Regions from separate parts of the Capra hircus genome. Here region 1 is linked to region 2. A link is a contact called in public Hi-C data. All regions are on one chromosome and are shown on one strand. Each heading gives the region's core, a stretch centred on a gene start, on an enhancer-like site or on the middle of the called end of the contact. The rest is flanking DNA. Distances are from core to core; before and after follow the strand shown. Region 1 overlaps LOC102168470. Region 2 has its middle 91 kb from the start of ZHX2.

Region 1 (2,877 bases), core at 134-2,633, 460 kb before region 2:
TTTAAAAACTAAAATTCAACGTGTCACCATTACCTTAGAGGTTGGGTCTAATTCTGGTGCCTTGATAGGATGTCTGAGGCCTTCCCGAGAGTAATCTCAGACTTAGGGCCTGGTCATTCCTTCCACAAACCTTTTGCTTCCACTGGACTAATCTCCCACGCCTAGCACACCTGTCATGGGTTTTCCCATCTCCATCTACTTACTGTTCTCAACCTGAGACCCAGCCTGGGTCGCACATCCTCCAGGAACCTTTTCCTGAACATCCTGGTCTGTGGCAGTTTCTCGCTCTGAGCTCGATAGAGTGATTGCTGAAATAGGTAGCTCTTTGGGCCCCTGAAAATATAAGAATGTCTTATCTTTTCAGCTAGATTTTAAGTTCCTTGTAAGACATTCTTTGTTGTTGTTAACCTCTTGCGATCCTATGGACTGTAGTCCGCCAGGCTCTTTGGTCTGTGGGATTTCCCAGGCAAGAATACTGGAGTGGGTTGCTATTTCCTTCTCCAGGGGATCTTCCCAACCCAGGAATCAAACCCAAGTCTCCTGCTTGGCAGGCAGATTCTTTACCACTGAGCCACCCAGGAAGCCCTGTAAGACATCCTTTAGGAGGTGTCTTAAACATCTTCATATTCTTCACCATGTGTGACAGATAATAGTTCTCTGTCTATGAATTATGTACCTGCTGAGCCCTCTTTTTGAAATATTGCATTGTTTGAATATTGCTATCATTCCATTCTATTTTTTTTAATTAAAAAAATATACTTTTGGTGTTATATCTCAGATTTTAAAATACTACATTTCATTGAGTCCAAGCAGTCATCAGTTGTTAAGACACATCATTAGTTGAAGTGCCACTAAAAGAAAAGTAATATGCTTTTAATACTATGACACGGCAGTGGTTATAAGATACAACTTGGTTTTTAGAAATGTCAAGATAGAAAAACAAATTGTCTTCCAATTGATAAAAATTACCATGCTTTAATAAATCCTGACAGTTTCTACTCATCCTGTCAGCCTTTGCCTCAAACAGTAAGTAGTCTTTGAAGATTTAAAGCCAGTGGAACCTGTTCTTTGAGTGGGTTTCTAATCCATTATGATTTGAGTATTTACAAACAGAGGACCTCAGGGTTTGTAGGAAACCTAGAGATCATCTAGTCCAAATCCAAGTGAGCAGTTCCCTCTGCCATATCCCTGCCAAGTGGCTCCCTGACTTTTCATGATAATTGGTGGAAAATGTTTGGGGTGGGAAATGTTCACTGTCCTTACCAAAAGTGGTCCGATCACTTCCTGCAGACGTAGTTTTGTGGGTGTCTTGTCAAAGAGAATCTCACACAGAATCTGGACCTGGTTCTCACCAGTAGAGGGCAGTGTTGCGCCTTCAGAGAGCTGGCGTGCTGGCAGGTCTCTGGGGTTGCTGTGGTGACCATCCTGGAGGGTTGGAGTCTCTCTGGGTCAGGAAAGGACAGACTCAGCTACTCGCTGCTCAGCTGTTTGCTGCCTTTGACGTCTCTGGAGAACTTCATAAGAAGGGGTCTGTGCTCTCTGCAAAATAGCAGTTATGTTCCTCCCAAGCCTGCTCTTCTGTCGTTTATGAGAAGAAGAACCCCTCACGGTTGCGTTCTTGCCCTCTGAAGATGCTCTGTGATCTATGAAGGTCGACTCAGCACTCCCTGTGGCCTGAGTGGTACCCCTGCCACGTTTGTGCCTCCCTGATGTGCTGACTCCAGGAAGCATGAGAGTAGCAGTAGGGTATTTACACAGGTGGTCTTGGATCACTACTTCATAAACATCTTTTCAATATATTGAATTGTCAGAGTTGTCCCCTGGCTGCTGAGGAAGTTCTGCTTTTGTGTGAAATCCTTTGTGCTTGATGACTAGCACGGTCTTCCATTCGGTATCTGCTGCACCTGTTATTGGGAAAGAGTTTTATCTTTCTTCCCCCCTCCTATTGCAGGTTATGGGCGAAGATATCGTCCCAGAAAAAATCAGAGACGAGGTTCACACAGAGGTCAAGTGTGTTGGCCCCGCGGCCCTGACTACCTTGGTGATCGGGTCTTCGAAAGAGTTTGAAGACAAGTGGTTCAGAAAGATCAAAGACCACTTCTGTCCCTTTGAAAATCAGTTCCACACAGAGATACAGATCTTGCCTTAGTGGTCCCTATAAAAACAAAACAAAAAACATCTTGTACTGTATTAAGTGTTCTGGTTTACTTCAGACAGAATCCTCTGCTAATCATGGAATATACTGAATTAAAAATAATCATCTATGTTTTATAAAAATGGCTTCTCTCCCTGATAATTTCTACTGTATTCAGTTTCTTGATTTTTTGTTTTCTTTTTAGATTTCTGTCATTCACTTGTGTGAGGCCTACTGCTCCTTTAGAAGATATCTGTTGGAAAAGTGTTTAAAGGGACTTTTAGGACCTTGCCTGGCAGTCTGGTGGTTAAGACTCTGCCTTCCAATGCAGGGGGTGCAGGTTCAGTCCCTGATGGTGCAGCTAGGGTCCCACATGTCATAGGTGTGGCCAAAATTAAAAATAAATACAACATTATAAATCAGCTATGCTTCAATTTCAGTGAATTTTTTTAAATAAAAGAGACTCTTAGATTTTATAATCTTTTAAAAACAGTTACTGTATTAGCAGTGTAAGTATCCATGTTGTTTTGGTAAATTCATCATGAGGGACCAAGAATGCTGAAATGTGATAGGAAACCATTTCTAGAAAGGGTATGTTGAAGGCTGAGATTTACCACACCTCTAAACCTGCACATTAACCTGCCAGTGTCATGGAGACTGCAGAAGACTTGATGACTCGTGGCCCAGGGAACAGGATTTATTGTTGTTCCATTGCTCAGTTGTGTCCGACTCTGCGACTCCAT
Region 2 (2,920 bases), core at 8-2,507:
CTTCTGCCTCCTTCCAGCACTGCGGGCCTCGGAAAGCTGTGTGATTTCTTCGCAGAACACCACCCTGTTCACACCAGGTGGAATTTCTGGCTAGTTTTCAAGGCAAAGGAAAACTGGAGTGACTTCCCTGGTGGTCCAGTGGTTAAGACGCTGCGCTTCCAAAGCAGGCAGAGTGGGTTTGATCCCTGGTTGGGGAACTAAGATCCCATATGCTGCTCAGTACAGCCAACCCCTCTCCAAAACAAGCAAATAAACTGGAAGAGGGTCTAGAAAAGTGCTGTTTGCTAAAAAACACAGCTGACCCTTGAACACCATGGGGGACTAGGGGCCTCAGTCCTTGAAGCAGTGGGAAATTTGAGTGTAATTTGTGATTGGCCCTCCAAATCCATGCTTCCTCTGTATCTGTGCAGATTCTACCAGCCAAAGACTGTGTAACACTGCAGTATATTTACTGTTTAAAAATAAGCATACAAATGACCTGTGCAATTCATCCTGTGTTGTTCAAGGGTCAACTCTTAGGTGAAAAAAGAAACAGGTAAAATTAACTTTAGTAATATAGTTTAACCCGAGATATCCTAAATAGCATTTTCACATGTAATCATATGAACCACTACAAATGTGACAGTTTTGTGTTCTTTTTGTTCTATGTGCTCAAAATCTGTTACCTACAGCGCATCTCATCTGGACTGTTAAAGTTTCATTAAAAATACTTGATATGTATTTTGATTTTATAAAATTTACAGTTGAAAAAACATTCATCTGCCCACATTGTTCCAGGCATAAAGTTTTCCAATAACTGAATTGTTTTCAAATCTAGCTGAATTAAAATAAAGCATTCAACTACTCATCACACTAGTCACTTTTCAAGGGCTCTGTAGCCACACCCAGGCTTTGGAAGGCATTGAGGGAGCTTAGGGAATTGGTGACTGAGTCAGAGAAGAAAGCCCAAGGGCTCCAGGGGGTGGTGGCAGCTTCATTCATCATTTCTATGTGTCCAAAAATGCATTTCATTTTTTCTCCTCAAGACATCAGGGGCTGAAGGCAGGTGGCAGTCATGATGGGAGACGTGCTTTCGGGTGCCAGCTCCCAATACAGTCTTCATTTTGCTACAAATTCAGCAGAGATGGAATTTGGACAGTGCTGCCACTGCTGCGGGACGCAGAAGACTGAAACTCTGGGGAGAGTCTTTTAGCTCTATGAACCCTGGAGAATAGCCAGAGGCTGGGAAGGTCTCTGGAACTGATGGAGGGAGCAGCTGCTCCCCCTACTGGGAGTCAGAGGAACAGCAGTCCTTCCCGGGTGGAGTGAGGAGGGAGTTCCAGGGCTGAGTCAGCTGGGTTTTTTTCTAGATTCACCCTTTGTGCGCAGGAGGCAGTTCTAAGAGTGGTGGAGTGTGGTGGGCAGGGCCCAAGGAAAAGCTGCATCCTTTTTGGGTTTCCAAGTCTCAGAACACTGAGGCTCTTGACTTTGGAAGCATAACAACATTATTAGTGCAGAAACAAATCTGAGAAAGGAGAGGGTAAGATTATTTAATAAAGCTCTGTAGTTTTCAAACTCAAAACAAAAATTGTTTGTTTCCCTCTAGACTTATCCACCAACTATTAATCAACAATCATGTGCAGAAAGACCTCATATGTGAAATATACTTTTTCAAAAATGATGTATCAAATCCCTTCAGTGGTCTCTTCTAAGATGTTTATAAGCTAAAGGTAGTAATGTAAGCGGGCTTCCCCAGTGGCTCAGCAATACAGAATTCACCTGCAGTACAGGAGATGCAGAAAACGCGGGTTTGATCCCTGGGTGGGGAAGATCCCCTCGAGGAGGGCATAACAACCCACTCCAGCGTTCTTGCCTGGAGAATCCCATGGACAGAGGAGCCTCATGGGCTACACTCTGTAGAATCAGATTGCAAAGAGTCAGATATGAGTGAAAAGATTTAGCATGTCTGCGATAATGTAAAAAAATAAAAATCTAATTGTACCAAAGGTTATACAATGGAACCCACAAGTCTAATCTTCTCTTGAGACTCTTTCTCAAATTCTCAAAGCACAGATTATAGAAGCTGGTCAATGAATGTTAGTTTGCTACTGATGAATGTTGAAGATGGACCAGAAAACTAACAACGACAAAAGCAGAGCTGCTAAATCATGGACCAACTGGGCAGTGTGTGAGGGATGGGACCAGAGAGCCACGGATGGGGGTGCGGCATCCAGGTTCAGCAAGATTGGCTTTGAATTTGATAATTTAAAAAGCTTAATCCAGACACTTCCCGAATGGTTCAGACGTAAAGAATCTGCCTGCCAATGTGGGAGATGCAGGAGAGTCAGGTTTGATCCCTGGGTCAGGAAGATCCCCTGGAGGAGAAAATGGCAGCCCACTCCAGTATTCTTGCTGGAGTATCCCATGGACAAAGGAGTCTCGTGGGCTACAGTCCACGGGGTCACAAAGAATCGGACACGCCTGAGCGACTGATCAGGCACACACAATCCAGATTCTTTACCAAACATTCAGAGAAGACATGCAGTTATTCTGGGAGGCTCTGGAAGCAGAGAACCCAGGGGTGTGGAGCAGACAGGGACACTGATTTTCAGATGAAGGGCACATGGGGTGTTATGGCTGGAGTTGGGTGTGACACACTTGACCCCAGAAAAAGAAGCTTTAGACTGGGTTCTCTCCTTTGCAGAAGGGTTAGGAGAAGGCAATGGCACCCCACTCCATTATTCTTGCCTGGAAAAGCCTATGGACAGAGGAGCCTGGTGGGCTGCAGTCCATGGGGTTGCTGAAAGTCAGATACGACTTCACTTTCACTTTCACTTTTCACTTTCATGCATTGGAGAAGGAAACGGCAACCCACTCCAGTGTTCTTGCCTGGAGAATCCCAGGGAAGGGGGAGCCTGGTGGGCTGGCATCTATGGGGTCG

Evidence for each region. A called contact is a pair of places that touch in the nucleus more often than the background predicts.
Region 1: a contact with region 2 is called in a Hi-C map of blood, with 5 times the contacts expected there. The contact joins two enhancer-like sites. A contact is called at or near these places in 3 of 5 Hi-C or Micro-C datasets (blood and liver).

What each region holds. Positions count from the first base shown.
Region 1 is chr14:65,441,382-65,444,258 of ARS1.2, reverse strand. It overlaps LOC102168470, which reads left to right. Exons shown (of 6, transcript XM_005688867.3): 6 at 1,952-2,305. The coding sequence ends at 2,149. Among named protein-coding and RNA genes, the nearest start is that of FAM83A, 28 kb to the right of the region's middle. Within about 2 kb of position 1,383, at least 1 of the 5 cell types and tissues checked has an H3K27ac peak or open chromatin away from gene starts, as enhancers often do.
Region 2 is chr14:64,980,413-64,983,332 of ARS1.2, reverse strand. No RefSeq gene overlaps it. Among named protein-coding and RNA genes, the nearest start is that of ZHX2, 91 kb to the left of the region's middle. Within about 2 kb of position 1,257, at least 1 of the 5 cell types and tissues checked has an H3K27ac peak or open chromatin away from gene starts, as enhancers often do.